3 separate regions of the Mus musculus genome follow, and regions 2 and 3 are each linked to region 1. A link is a contact called in public Hi-C and HiChIP or PLAC-seq data. All regions are on one chromosome and are shown on one strand. Each heading gives the region's core, a stretch centred on a gene start, on an enhancer-like site or on the middle of the called end of the contact. The rest is flanking DNA. Distances are from core to core; before and after follow the strand shown. Region 1 holds the start of Rabgap1l (RAB GTPase activating protein 1-like). Region 2 has its middle 4.3 kb from the start of Gm24988. Region 3 has its middle 18 kb from the start of Gm24988.

Evidence for each region. A called contact is a pair of places that touch in the nucleus more often than the background predicts. HiChIP or PLAC-seq counts read pairs in DNA pulled down with a chosen protein or histone mark.
Region 2: a Hi-C map of the N1E-115 cell line shows a contact between it and region 1, with 2.7 times the contacts expected there. The contact joins the enhancer-like site here to the promoter of Rabgap1l in region 1. A contact is called at or near these places in 4 of 39 promoter capture datasets (3T3-L1-derived adipocytes, the HPC-7 cell line, epiblast stem cells and 1 more), 1 of 15 datasets of contacts at CTCF or cohesin (CD8 T cells), 5 of 484 Hi-C or Micro-C datasets (the N1E-115 cell line, cerebellum, embryonic stem cells and 2 more), 4 of 115 datasets of contacts at active chromatin or transcription factors (CD8 T cells, Th2 cells, embryonic stem cells and 1 more) and 3 of 9 other capture datasets (adipose tissue, liver and pancreatic islet).
Region 3: an H3K4me3 HiChIP or PLAC-seq map of intestinal villus epithelium shows a contact between it and region 1, with 3 times the contacts expected there. The contact joins the enhancer-like site here to the promoter of Rabgap1l in region 1. A contact is called at or near these places in 5 of 39 promoter capture datasets (3T3-L1-derived adipocytes, embryonic stem cells, frontonasal cranial neural crest and 1 more), 2 of 15 datasets of contacts at CTCF or cohesin (CD8 T cells and the G1E-ER4 cell line), 16 of 484 Hi-C or Micro-C datasets (B cells, the C3H10T1/2 cell line, the G1E-ER4 cell line and 12 more), 11 of 115 datasets of contacts at active chromatin or transcription factors (CD8 T cells, Th2 cells, effector CD8 T cells and 6 more) and 3 of 9 other capture datasets (adipose tissue, liver and pancreatic islet).

The regions. Positions count from the first base shown.
Region 1 is chr1:160,790,708-160,795,570 of GRCm38.p6, forward strand. It overlaps Rabgap1l (RAB GTPase activating protein 1-like), which reads right to left and starts at 2,231. Exons shown (of 21, transcript NM_013862.5): 1 at 2,029-2,231. It overlaps Gm37083 (a long non-coding RNA gene), which reads left to right and starts at 1,188. Exons shown (of 3, transcript XR_003948752.1): 1 at 1,188-1,606.
Region 2 is chr1:160,878,185-160,883,047 of GRCm38.p6, forward strand. No RefSeq gene overlaps it. Among named protein-coding and RNA genes, the nearest start is that of Gm24988, 4.3 kb to the left of the region's middle. Within about 2 kb of position 2,692, at least 11 of the 459 cell types and tissues checked have an H3K27ac peak or open chromatin away from gene starts, as enhancers often do. A contact at or near this core is called in the N1E-115 cell line and adipose tissue, where this site is marked.
Region 3 is chr1:160,855,963-160,860,825 of GRCm38.p6, forward strand. No RefSeq gene overlaps it. Among named protein-coding and RNA genes, the nearest start is that of Gm24988, 18 kb to the right of the region's middle. Within about 2 kb of position 2,374, at least 10 of the 459 cell types and tissues checked have an H3K27ac peak or open chromatin away from gene starts, as enhancers often do. A contact at or near this core is called in intestinal villus epithelium, where this site is marked.

The DNA of each region.
Region 1 (4,863 bases), core at 981-3,480:
ATAAGGCAAAGACAGCTCAGTGGTTTAAGAGCACTAGATGTTCCTTCAGAGGACCTGGTTTTAATTCTAGGACATACATGGCTGCTAACAACTGTCTGTAACTCCAGTTCCAGGGTATCTGATGCCCTCTTCTGGTCTCCTCTGGCACCAGGCACAGAGGGGGTGCACAGACTTGTGTGGAGATAAAACACATAAAATCAAATAAATCTTTAAAAAATAAATAAATACCCCAACAAAAATAATACAACTTTTCAAATATTTTTTAGAACACCCTAATGATATAAATCATGAGGGAATGATCAAACAAGCAAAAATTCTCAGAACAACACAAACATAATATACAGAACTTCCCATCCAATGTTTTAAAAAGAAGGAAAGAAAGAAAACTGCCATAGGTCTACAGCCATACCTTTTGCACTTGTTTGTATATTTGCTATTTTCCTCAATAATATTGGAGCTTCCTACCTTATTTGCAGCTTCCCAGAGCACAAATTAAGCTTTCCAACATGCTCACAGATAAGCCCTGAACAATCACATCTATTTCTCCCCAGGTGGTTTAGTATATTAAGAGTACATCTTGAACTAATTTAATATGGTCATCAATCTAACTCAAAGTCTTAGCTAGCTTCCCAAGAAGTACATTTTGTAGTAACATATACTATATTAAATTCATCTAGCCTTTCTCCTTTCAACCTCAGTGTCAGTTTCATATAGAGAACACAACTAAGACAATGAATCACAGGCCAATTTCCCTTTCCAGGCAGCTTGTAAACTAGTATTTTCCACGAATAGAATCCACTTCCAATTTGACTACAAACTTCATGTCTGTACCTCCTGATCACGATTACTGGACATTCTACAGAAGTGCAGCGGCTGCCAAATGTAAACACTACTACAAGAAAAGTCTTAAGGTTTTCAGGAAATTGTGTTCTCTGAATTGTGACAGTCAACTATCTACCTCTTCTCATACACAAGAAAATTTAGATGCATTAAAATCATCTAAACTGTCCATTGGAAAAAAAAATGCATGCTTTGACATCTGTTTCCAAACAGCACTAAGCAGGTCAAGCAAGCCCTTACCATTAAAGGTTAGCGGTTCATTTAATTTGCATACCATCGGTTCTGAAAAAACGATCGCCTAAATTCGAGTCTTTTTCTGATATAACCAACTCTGAGAAGTCCAAAAAGAATATATAAGCACCTGAACGAAACTGTCTTGAGACCACAAATGAACTTCTCAGTTCAGCCTTCCTTGCTCCTGGCCACCTCCCCAATGGCCAGTGGCCCCTTTCCACATGCTGACGCACTGCCCAGCCCTGCACCGTTGGCGATCCGAGCAAAGTACCAGCTCGGTCTCAGAAACTTTGACTCAGTTATCAGGACACGGAGGACAACATGCGCGTGGGTGTGGATGAGTGTCTGTCGGGGCCCACGCGGTCAACTTTGAAGCGGGGCATTCCTGGCAGGTAGAGATCTGCCCAAAAAACAGCCTATCCCAGACAGCAAAACCACAAGCATCGCCAGCAGGAACGGAGCAAAGTGCGCGGGGCGGAGGAAAGGGAAGAGCGAGGGAAGGACACGGGATCCAACCGACGCTTTCAAGTGGGTAAGAAAATAAACCTGTCCACACGCCCCCCCGGACTCGGGGTTGCTGGGACTGCGAGCCCAGCAGCAGCCACATCCCGGCCACCGCCGGCGGGGGCGGCGGCAATGTCAGGAGGGCACACTTGGAGGCGGCGGCCGCCCAAGCCACCACCCGGCCCCAGGTGAGGGGCGCCAACCCCGCCTCCCGCCCGGCCGCCCCACCGCGACGAGCCAGCCACACGGAGAACCCGGGTGTCCCGGAGGCGGCCGACGGTGCTGAGCCCGCCGGATGCCTTCCGCCCCGCTCCAGCATCCCGGTCCCGGGCCGGGCCTCGCACCCCGACCCTCTCTGAACCAGCCGGGTCCACCTCAAAACCCCCCGGAGCGCGGCTCCCAGCCGTCAGGCCGCCCTCGAGCCCCCCTCGAAGGCCGCTTTCACCTCACCTCACGTCTCCGCGGCCGTGCCGGAACAACAACTCTGTCAGACGCCCGAGTCCCACCCGCCGCCCAGAGCTCTGCGGCCGGGCCCGTCCCGTTCACTCCGCCGCGGCCGAAGCCCAGGGAGGGCGGAGGGAACGGGGCGGAGGGAGCGGGCTGGGGAGGGGAGAGGACCGCACGGCAGGAAGAGGCGAGGGAGGGGGCGGACTGAGGAGGAGGCGGTCGGCGGGAGCGCGCGCGCCCGGCCCCTCGGCGCGGCGTGCGCGCTCCCGAGGGCGGAGGTGCCTTCTCTGCCTAAGTCGGCGGCGCGCGCGCGCGTCCACAGGCTCGCTTGACTCGGCTTGGCCCCCCCAACCCTGAAAGCGCGGAGTACAAACCTGAGCAGAGGGCAGAGGGCGAGCTAGGAGAGCGGAGGCACGCGAGGACCTCCTCCAGCACGCGTGCTGGTGCCTGGCAATCATCCCCAGCACTGACTGAGTTCTAAGTCCCTTTTGGGGAGATTCTTTCTTAACAAACCTGTTTTACATATTTCCATTCCGTGAGGCCAGTAAGTCACCTCGGAGGACTAACTTTTCCACCGGGACTCTTTGTCCTTTGAAGGTGCTTGGAGGCATCCCCCTTCATTGATTCTTCCAGACTCAGACTACATAGGAAAGCGCTAACCCAACGGTAAAGGCATCCCGGGTCTCACCTTTTAGCCTTTCAGAGAGTAGATTTTGGAGGACAGATAAACTAAAGTATTTACTTTCTGCCACAAATATTGTACTAATTTTTGAACTGTGAATTTTTTCCTTTCTAGATCAAGCAGCCAGAAAAGACCTGTACATTCCTTGAATCTCATAAGAACTTTTTTTCTCAGGTTTATGGCACAAATATGTGTACCCTTAATCTGTGAAATATTTTAGAGATTCTAGAGGGACCTGTTCACCCATTTCTGTGCCTTTCATGATGAATCCTACCTGGCTTATAGAAAGTATCCGTTCAGTAAATATTACTGTTTGAATTGAATGTGTCCAGAGATTGGACCTCTAGAGTAGCTTCTTGAGTTGAAAGTTCTCTTTTCTTATAACACTTCAATTGGTCTGTCATTATTGTCCACCCAGATCCAAAAGCTACCCTGTAACATTTGTCAAAGGACCTTCAAACCCAAGTTTCTTTTCTCCTTTTTCTTAATGTTAATGCCTACAGATGCTGTGTCATAGCAAAAGTGTTCCAACTCATTCGGGTTTCCCCTCCGTGTTAGGTCCTTCCCAGAAGGTATTTTTGTTAAGCTCTGTACCCTGAGTAGACCTCCTAACCAGAACCTGACTCAATGCTTTAAGTTTGATACCTAATAAAGTTAGGATCTAATTAACACAAATCATCTGTTGACTTCCACGTTTGCAGAGTCTCATTGTAAATATACGAGAAGTAGATACTGAGCCAGGCTCTATGAGAAAATCAGCACACGAAAAGGCCATACATAGCATTTGCCTTCAGGTATCTTCTAAACAAAGCGAAGTTATTTGACAAAGGGGACAATGAAGGCTAGGACTTAGCTCACTTTCTCCTGTTTACCAGGAGGCCAGGCCTAAGAAGGGTGTGACTTCACGTGAAAGCCGGACTTCTCACTTCAGTTAACCTAATCTAGATCACCCCTCACAGGCACGCCTGGACGCTTGTCTCCCAGATAATCCTATATCCTGTCAAACTGACAATATTAAACACTGAACACAGCCAGGCACATCTTGTGTGTGGAGGAGAATGAAAAGGAGTTTTTCCTCACACTAGCTGCTGAGATGGGTGGGTTTAGTTAACGAAGCCACCACCTCTACAGTGAAGGAAGCTGACCCGAAGGCGAAGCTGACACATTATGAAAGAGTTCAAAATAAGCCAGAAGTCATCCTCTAGATTTAGTCATTTCCCTGAGTCAAGATGTTTTCTTAGTTACTTAGGATTTTTAAAATGAATTTAGATTTTTATTATTTGCAGTCAAGTCTGAATTTTTCAATACATATTATGGAAGGAAGAATCATATGACTCTCCCACAGATATTGTTTTAATGACATGAATAGATTCTGTACTTGATAAAATTTTAGAAGGTCCTCATAGGGATTTGTCTACTACCCAGAACCCTTCCCAGACTGGGTTATTTATGTAATGTCTGAGAACTCATCACTGCACTTAAAAAATTAGTTTAAATTCTGTGCTTTATTTAAATCAGCTTGCCCTAATAAAAGCACCTAATGACTCTAATGGGTAACCATGTTTATATGCATTTAACATGTGAGGGGTTTTTTATATTTTTGTTTTGTCTTTTGTGTGTGTGTGTGTGTGCGTGTGTGTGTGTGTGTGTGTGTGTGTGTGTTATACTTAAGTATACATTAACCAAACCAAAAGAGGATGCTGAGTATCTTCTGCCATTCTCTATGCTATTCTCTTAAGACAGAGTCTCTCACTGAACCACAGCTCACCGGTTTGGCTAGGCTGTCAGCCAGCAGGCTCTAGCAGACTTCCTGTGTCCATTTCTAACCAGCACTGGGGTTGTAGGCATGCATGGCCACACCTGGTTATTTTTACATGGGTGTTGGGGATCTGAACTTAGGTCTCCATGTTTGCATAGCAAATGTTCTTACCCACACAACCACTCCCTGGCCACTATTATATTGGTTCAGAGTTGTTTTGTTGTTGTTGTTGTTGTTTGTCTGACACTGGAAAGATTAGAAAAATAACCCTGGTAACCTAGGTTGTGGTGGTGCATACCTTTAAGCACTTGGAGGCAGTGGCAGGTGAATCTCTGAGTTCAAGGCCAGTCTGGTCTACTGAGTTCCGGGACAGCCAGGGATACAAGAGAAAGCACAC
Region 2 (4,863 bases), core at 1,442-3,941, 88 kb after region 1:
ATGAATGAATGAATGAATGAATAAATCTTGGGCTTTTTTGATAGATAGATAGGAAGATAGATAGATAGATAGATAGATAGATAGATAGATAGATAGATAGATAGATGGATTGATAGACAGACAAATAAATCCCAAGTTTTCCAATTTCCCTGGCAAAAAGATTGAGTCCCAGATAGGGAGAAAGTATTTTTCAGATTAGAAAAATATGCTTTTGTGAGATTATAGCTCTGTGAATCTTTTCAGAGCAGACTTCCTTCAAAATATACATCATTTCTGGTTAATTGAGAAAATCAAGTTTATAAATCTCCAAAGCAGAGGAGCAATCACCAAAGCAATGGTGACCTTGCCAAGAGGTTGCCAGAGCAACCAGTGTTTACAACTCCCTTCCCACAGCAGCAACCACCTCCACCAAAACAGAGAGCAAGCAAGCAAACCTGCCCAACAGTTCTGCTTGTCAAAGCATCTGTCCTGGCGTGGGCTACTCCAGATAGGCCACAGGCTTTAAGAGCCAGGCAGCCTCACAGACTGTGACTCATTGATCCCCGTGATTTATTAAGTCGTGGTGTTGTTAGTCAGGTTTCCGTCACCAAAGCAAGTGTCAGAGATAAGCAACTTAGGAAGTGAAAAAAAATGCTTCTGGATCCATTTGTAGATGTTTCAGTTCATGACTGGTTGGTCCTACTGTTTTGAGGGCCTGTGGCAAGGCAGCCACATATGGCTAGAATGCACACCAAATCAGAAGTATGCATGTCATCACATGAAAGGGAGCAAAGGGGGAGAAAGGGAAGGGGACTCCACTCTAACAGTTCCTTTCCAGGGCATTCTAAAGGTGACCTGAAGGCTTTCGACCCTTTCGTTTGCACAAGATCTCATTAGTACCTTCTGAAAGCATGGGCCTCTGGGAGTGCTATTAAGATATAAACTTTAGCAACCACACTGAGCCAGTAGTCAAACCTTCTGTATCTGTTTCTCATGTGAAACGGTAGCCTAAGGAGCTAGTATACATAAAGTGACTTGATTCATACCAGTTGTGTAAAAAGCAAGCTCCAAAAAAGATTACGATAATAAAACTACCTCAATCCCAGCCTATGGGATAGCTTTGCTGACCTTGGGATAGCTTTGCTGAACTTGTTAAAATTTGGTGAAGATTTGTTACTCATCATTGTGTTCCTGTGAACTAAAAGTAATTTCTTAAAAGAAAGAGTTCTCTGAGCTTTCTTTCTGAGTAACTAAAGACAACTAGAGAAGATTAGGGTGATGTCCTTCAGCTAGTCTTGCAAGGGGATGCTTAGGCAGGTGGAATGCAATTATGAAGACCACAGGATGAATGCCACAAACCCCAGAGAAGAGAGAAGCACCCAGAGGTGCCCACTGAACCTTCAGAAATACATCACAACATCCTTATGAACTTCTCAGCTCTACATTTTAAAGGAGAGTTTCTGAATCTTTATAAAATTATTTATTTTACAATTGAGCTCTTCCTCCCATCCCCAAGACAGGGTTTCTTTGTGTAGCCCTGGCTGTCCTGGAACTCACTCACTCTGTATACCAAGCTAGCCAAGAATTCAGAGATACACTTGATTTTACCTCCCAAGTGCTGAGATTAAAGGCATGCATCACCACTGCCTCTTCCCCACCCCTGGCTGTGAACTCTTGATTAATACCCAAGAATGCTTTTGGTGAACACTCCCCTAAGGTACTGAGTTGAAAAAAATCACGTCTAATGCATTCTCTGGGTGATTTGGAACACCGATGGGTGTTTGTCAAATGCACTCTGACCAACATCTTCTGAATATACAAAATCAAATTGATCTATTGGCTTAGTTTCAAAATCTCCATTAAGTGTGCTATTTATTTATTTATTTACTTATTTTTACATATCCAGCAACATTAAGTGTTTTTGCTCCTATACTTCAGCCACCAGGAGAGTCCAGATTCTGAACGTTATTACCAATACTTGCTTACTAGTTCTGCCACTTTTTTTTAACGCATGACCTCTGGGAGAGTAACGCCTATTTCCTCGACCTCCTGGCTTTTTTTTTTTTTTGGCTTTTTGAGACAGGGTTTCTCTGTGTAGCCCTGACTGTCCTGGAACACACTTTGTAGACCAGGCTGGCCTCAAACTCAGAAATCTGCCTGCCTCTGCTGGGATTAAAGGAGTGCACCACCACGCCCAGCTTGACCTCCTGGCTTTTAATCTGATGATAATAATGGTGCTGGCTCGGTTTTGTCAACTTGACACAAGCCAGAGGCACCTGGCAGGCAAGAGGAAACCTCTCAGTTGAAGACTGGCTCTCATCAACTTGGCCTGTGGCCTAGTTGTGGGAGACCTTTTGTTTGCTTGTTCTAAAGAACATTTGAAAAAAACCTATTTTATATGCATGGGTGTTTTGTCTGCATGTATATCTAACCATATGAATGTGCAGTGCCTATGGAAGCCAGAGGAAATATTGGATATCCTGGAACTAGAGTTACAAATGGTTGTGGGCTGCCATTTGGATGTTGCTAATAAATCCTGGGTCTTCTGGAAGAACGACCTATCTTGTTAGCCTCTGAGCCAACTCTCTATCACCGAGAGATTGTTTTGATAGATGATTTGATGTGGGAAGGCCCAGCCCACTGTGGGTGGCACCATCCCTAGACAAGTGGGCCCGAGCTATAAAAGAAAGCTAGATGTTGCCGACCAGGGTGAGGCCTGGAGGTGGCTCTTGCCCGTAGGCACTCAGGAAGTTCCACATCTCCCAGCTGCTCCATCCATTTCTGTGCACAGGAGGGGGTGGACAGTTCTGAACCAGGATTAATGCAGCTCTCAGATCTCATCTGACGAGTTTCTTTGTGCAGTGAACAACTAGTCTTACAACTAGTCAAAGAGCAGAGGATTAGTGAGTGTGGAGTGTCCAGCCACAAATCGGTATCGTGACCCCTCCCCAAGGCTCAGGGACCGTCTGGAGAAGGATGTAAGAGCCACAGTTTAAGAGAGGCTCAGAGCAAAACTGTCTCCCACCTTCACCAAGTCACAGCTAAAGTTGCCCGATTATGACCTGCACAATTAAATACCAGCACAAAGTGTGAAGGAGTTTATAAGCCGCCATCCAGAAGGAAGAAACTATGGACAGTTTATGGCTTCTGGGGACTGGGAAGTCAAAGTTTTGGGGTTTGTTTGTTTGTTTTTTAAGACGATAGCACCTGGTAAGTCAACCACACTGCAGTGGATAGCCCAATACCAAGAAGTATATATGGGCAGAACACATTGAAGCAGATGAGTTATGAAGTAATTGTTAGCATTCTGTCTAAGCTCCACCCCACAGTTACCTGGCAACAGTCAGGTATGCTCTGCCCCACAGTTACCTGGCAACAGCCAGATAGGCCTGAGCCACTATAAAAGGAACTGCTTGCTCCCCTTGCTCTCTCTTGCTTTCTCTTCCTCCCTCTCTCTCTCTCCACATGCTCATGGCAGGCCTCTTCCCCTCTACACACACTCTCTCTCTCTCTGCCTTTCTCTGTCTCTACTACCCTCTTAACTTCCCTCTCGTGCCTTTAACAAACTCTATTCTATACTATACCATCATGTGACTGGTCCCTCAGGGGGAAGGGATGCCTCAGCATGGGCCCACCGAGGCACCTCCTTCCCCCATACCTGACTACACCTCCATAGAATATATCCCCCCTTTATCTTTTTATAAACACACCAATAACAACAACAATAATAACAACAACAATAATAATAATACATGAAGCTGGAGTTAAGATAGGGAGGTAAGGTGGGTCTGAGAAAAGTTAAGAAGAAGAATTGAGGTAAATATGATCAAAATATATAAAATTCTCAAAGAATTAGTAAACCTATGTTTCAAAAGAAAAGAAAAGCTATCTGAGTGAACCTGAGAGCGAGCCAGCATGATAGGTTCTGCTTCAGTTCCTGCCTAAGCTCCAGCTGTGACTTCCCTCAGTGACCGCCTGGGACCTACAAGTGTGAGCCAAATAAGCCCTTTTCTCCCCGAGCTGCTTTTGGCCATAGAGTTTTACCACAGCCATAGAAAAACAAACTAAGACAATTATGTTCCCCATTTATGCTGCTGTTGTGAAATTCAGATTGAGGGCTGGAGAACACTGGCTGCAACTAATTTCCAACTCCAGGGGGAGTTGAAATTGTCTTCTAGCCACTGGAGCCCCAAGGTATGCCTGGTATACATACACACATGCAGGCAAAAACTCATACATATAAAATAAAAACAAATCTTTAAAAAAAATTAAAAAAATTTAAGAGCATTAGTATATTGAGAAGTATATATGGCCAGGTAGTGATGGTGCACACCTTTAATCCCAGCACTTGGGAGACAGGGGCAGGCGGATTTCAAGGAATTCGAGGCCAGCCTCATCTACAGAACAAGTTCCAGGACAGCCAGGACTACACTGAGAAACTGTCTTGAAAAACAAACAAAAAAAGTACTATATGTGTGTCTTAGGGTTTCTATTCCTGGACAAACATCATGACCAAGAAGCAAGTTGGGGAGGAAAGGGTTTATTCAGCTTACATTTCCACATTGCTATTCATCACCAAAGGAAGTCAGGACTGGAACTCAAACAGGTCAAGAAGCAGGAGCTGATGCAGAGGCCATAAAGGGATGTTCTTTACTGGCTTGCTTCCCCTGGCTTACTCAGTCTGCTCTCTTATAGAAACAAGACTACCAGCCCAGAGATGGTCCCACCCACAAGGGGCCTTTCCCCCTTGATCACTAATTGAGAAAATGCCTTACAGCTGGATCTTGTGGAGGCATTTCCCCAACTGAAGCTCCTTTCTCTGTGATAACTCCCGCTGTGTCAGGTTGACACAAAACTAGCCAGTACAATGTGATACATAGTAAC
Region 3 (4,863 bases), core at 1,124-3,623, 65 kb after region 1:
AAGATACTGGCAGCTGAGTGATCGAGCTTTCTAAATGATAGCTGTTAGAAGCATCTCTGATCCTCCTTGTTCCCTGGCCGAATTGAACAAAGCCCTGTTGTCCAGCAGCCAGCTGGACCGCGATCATGCCAACAGCAGCTGCTTTGAACACCGCACAGGCGACTTCAGGACAGATGCCTTCACTACAGTCAGAGCTGCGTCCTCTTGAAGGCCAGCTCTAACTTCAGAAGGCACCAAGGCTGGGCAGGCCACAACTATTTCAAACTGTTTAGACCAGACTGTGTGCCATGACATGCCACCATGAATTCTAGATGACCCCACTCACCATTGAGATCTTTTCACCCAGACTATAGCTGGAGGACCTCACTTGGTGGCCCAGCAAAAGGCCCGTAACTGGTATGAGGGAGGGACTGTTGTGATTGGCTGGTGTCGGGGACTGGGTTGTAGCTGAAGCTTACACTGTCTTCCTTTGTTGTGATTGGTGCAGATGACTTTGACACACACACACACACACACACACACACTCTGGTTCTCTAAGCAGGCTGGCTAGATGCTTTGTGAGCAATCCAGAGGATACTCTCCTATCCTGGCCCCTGGTATGGCAATATCAGACCCAATAAAAAGCTTAGCCTGCATCTGGAGAACTGTCTCAGCTAAGAGCACTTTTTGCATCTTCAGAGCATTGGGCTCCTAACATCCACATTAGGCAATTCACATCGATCTGAAACTCCAGCTTTAGAAGGATCTGCTGCTTCTGGCTTCTTTTGGGCATGTGAACTCAGTGAACATGCCCACGTGCAGACACATATAGCAATACATAGTTTTAAAGCAATAAAAAATAAATCTCTAAATTATAAAAAAAAAAAAGTAAAAAGCATAGCTTGAGAGGTCAAAGAATGGTAAGGTTTACTGTAGCCAGAGGGGAGAGCAGAGCCACAGGTATGGACAGAGGCAGAGGTAGGTATCTGGAAGAGTCCAGAGTGAATATGGTCAGGCGGAGCTGGGCCAAGTGAAGAGAGACAGGGAGGTAGAGCAAGAGATGATCCCCTGACCAAGAGGAGATGCCTGGGCCAAAAGACTGGCTAAAAGAGCAAAGGGAACAGGTAACCAAAATGGCTCCGTTACATAGTGACCAGAGAAGGGGGGGCTCAGTACAGTCCCTGGGCTGGAGAAGTTTAGGGGGAAGTGGGAGATGCCAACCAGAAGTCCCTACTTGTACCTAGTAGGGACTGAGGGATGCTGGAAGAACCTGGGGACAGCATCAGCTTTGGTGTGTCAATAGGCAACTCAGTCTGCTGGAATAGAAGTGCCTAATACTGGCTGTGAGATCTAAAGATGAACAACTATGGGCTCTGGTCACCAGAAGGCCTGCAGTTGGGAATTGAGATAACCTAGGCACAAGAGTGCTAATACTGGTGACCCCGGTGCTGTGCGCTCCAGCAGGCAAGGCCCATAGGAGCACTGTAATATTAGAAGTCACAATCACCTGCCACCAGTGCTACCACTCTGCTTTTGCAACTATTGCATTGTTCTTGGAAATTGAGAATTCTGAAAGTTAAGAAGTTCTAGGCCTATTTGTTACTAAAAGTCAGTGTAATAAGCTTCCAAACTAAGTATCTAGGGCTATAAGTCTTTAGCTTCTAAGGGATAGAACAATAGGCTTGGAACTATAAATCTCTGGTTCTTTCATCCTGACACATAGACTTTGAACACTCAAGGGCCTAGGTAGGGCCTTCTCTCCCATCCACAGTCTTGACCTAGAGAGAGCAAAAGGATCCCCAGATAGCTGATTGTGTACACCAGCAGTCATGTGTATCATACTGGTTGAGGCAAAGATACATAAAAATCTGTGGTACCAATTCCAGGGTGTCTTCTCCAGCTCCTTCTTAATTTGTTGTTGTCATTTGCCACCACAGCTGCTGTTTGTGTTGTTTGGGGATAGTGGTGTCACTTCATAGCCCAGATTGGTCTGGAACTCATTATGTAGGCCAGGCTAGCCTGAAATTTATGGGAATTCTCTTGGCTTGGCTTCCTGAGTGCTATAATTATAGGCATGAGACACCACACCCAGGTCCTTGGTAATGTTTTGTATGTCCCCTTTTCACATTGAAAAGGAAATATACTGGATCAGAGGTGAGGAGGACACAACACCTGCCCCAACAAGAGAAGTAACTGGGATTAGTGGGACCCAGGAACTTTGCCCGATCAGTGGGCAACCAGTCTGAGCTATGTCCTGAGCAGACCTTGGGTGCTAACTCCACAGCCAGTCCCACAACATTCGGTAAAAGTTCCACTCCCAGGTGCTTTAACACGCCCAGGTCCACAGGGATCCCAGGAGCTTGGTCACACCAGGATCTTAGGAGCCCAGAGGCAACTTGACTCCCAGGAGCTCTGACACACCCAGGATCACAGGAAGGTCAGGCTCCAGTCAGATATAGCAGGGCAGGTAGCACTAGAGATAATAGAAGGGCAGGAGGCAAGCACAAGAACACAAGCAACAGGAACCAAGGTTACTTGGCATCATCAGAACCCAATTCTCACAATATAGCAAGTCCTGGATATACCAGGAAAACAAGATTCAGATTTAAAATCACTTCTGATGATGGTGATACAGGACTTTAAGAAGGACATAAATAACTCCCTTAAAGAAATACAGAAGAACACAGATAAACAGCTAGAAGCCCTTAAAGAGGAAACACAAAAATCCTTTAAAGAATTAGAGGAAAACATAATTAAACAGGTGAAGAAAATGAACAAAACCATCCAAGATCTAAAAATGGAAATAGAAACAATAAAGAAATCACAAAGGGAGACAACCCTGGAGATAGAAAACCTAGGAAAGAGATCAGGAGTCACAGATGCAAGCGTCACCAAAAGAACACAAGAGATAGAAGAGAGAATCCCAGGTGCAAAAGACACCATAGAAAACATTGACACAACAGTCAAAGAAAATGCAGAAAGCAAAAAGCTCCTAACCCAAACATCTAGCAAATCCAGGATAAAATGAGATGAAATCTAAGCATAATAGGTATAGAAGAGAGTGATGATTCACAACTCAAAGGGCCAGTAAATATCTTCAACAAAATTATAGAAGAAAACTTCCCTAACCTAAAGAGAGAGAGAGAGAGAACCATGAACATACAAGAAGCCTACAGAACTCCAAATAGATTGGACCAGAAAAGAAATTCCTCTGGTCATATAATAATCAAAACACCAAATGAACTAAACAAAGTAAGAATATTAAAAGCAGTAAGGGGAAAAAAAGCAGTAAGGGAAAAGGTCAAGTAACATATAAAGGCAGACCTATCAGAATTACACCAGACTTCTCACCAGAGACTTTGAAAGCCAGAAGAGCCTGGACAGATGTCATACAGACCCTAAGAGAACACAAATGCCAGCCCAGGCTATTAAACCCAGCAAAACTCTCAATTACCATAGACAGAGAAAACAAGATATTTCATGACAAAACCAAATTTACACAGTATCTTTCCATAAATCCAGCCCAGATAGAAAACACCAATAAAAGGAGGGAAACTATACCCTAGAAAAAGCAAGAAAGTAATCTTTCAACAAACCCAAAATAAGATAGCCACACAAACATAATTCTACCTCTAAAAACAAAAATAACAGGAAGTAACAATCACTTTTCCTTAATATCTCTTAAATCAATGGACTTGATTTCCCAATAAAAAGACATAGACTAACAGAGTGGATATGTAAACAGGACCCAGCATTTTGCCACATACAGGAAACGTACCTCAGTGACAAAGACAGACTACCTCAGAGTAAAAGGTTAGAAAACAATTTTCCAAGCAAATGATCCCAAGAAACAAGCTGAAGTAGCCACTCTAATATCGAATAAAATCAACTCTCAACCAAAAGTTATCAAAAAAAATAAATAAATAAGGAAGGACATTTTATACTGGTCAAAGAAAAAAACTACCAAGATTCTGAACATCTAGGCTCCAAATGCAAGGGAATCCACATTCATAAAAGAAACTTTGCTAAAGCTCAAAGCACACATTGTACCCCACACAATAATAGTGGGAGACTTCAACACTCCACTCTCAGAAATGGACAGATGATGGAAACAGAAACTAAACAGAGACACAGTGAAACTAACAGAAGTTGTGAACCAAATGGATCTAACAGGTATTTATAGAACATTTCACTCAAAACCAAAAGAATATAACCTTCTCAGCACCTCAAGGTACCTTCTCCAAATTTGACCATATAATTGGTCACAAAACAGGTCTCAACAGATACAAGAAGATTAAAATAATCCCATGCACCCTATCAGTCCCTATTGGGACACAATAAAAGCAGTGGTAAGAGGAAAACTCATAGCTCTAAGTGCCTCCAAAGAGAAACTGGAGAGAGCTTACCCTAGCAGCTTGACAGCACACCTGAAAGCTCTAGAATAAAAAGAGGCAAATGCACCCAAGAGGAGTAGACGGCAGGAAATAATCAAACTCAGAGCTGAAATCAACCAAGTAGAAACAAAAAGAACTGTACAAAGAATCTACAAAACCAGGAGCTAGTTCTTTGAGAAAATCAACAAGACAGATAAACCCTTAGCCAGACTAACCAGAGGGCACAGAGACAGTATCCAAATTAATAAAATCAGAAATGAAAAGGGAGACAGAGCTTCAAAATATATCTTAAAATAACTATTCTGTTTGTTGAATATCAACAGTTGAAAATATTAAAATCATGTTCTACAAATATCATGGAGATATTATTGATAATTTTTCTCACTGTACTTGAAATTAGCATTTTCTTAATGTTTAACTTCAAAGAGTTTTTGCTATTTTGAAATTTTTAAAATATACTTACTGATAAAGTAATTTCTCTCCTAGAAAC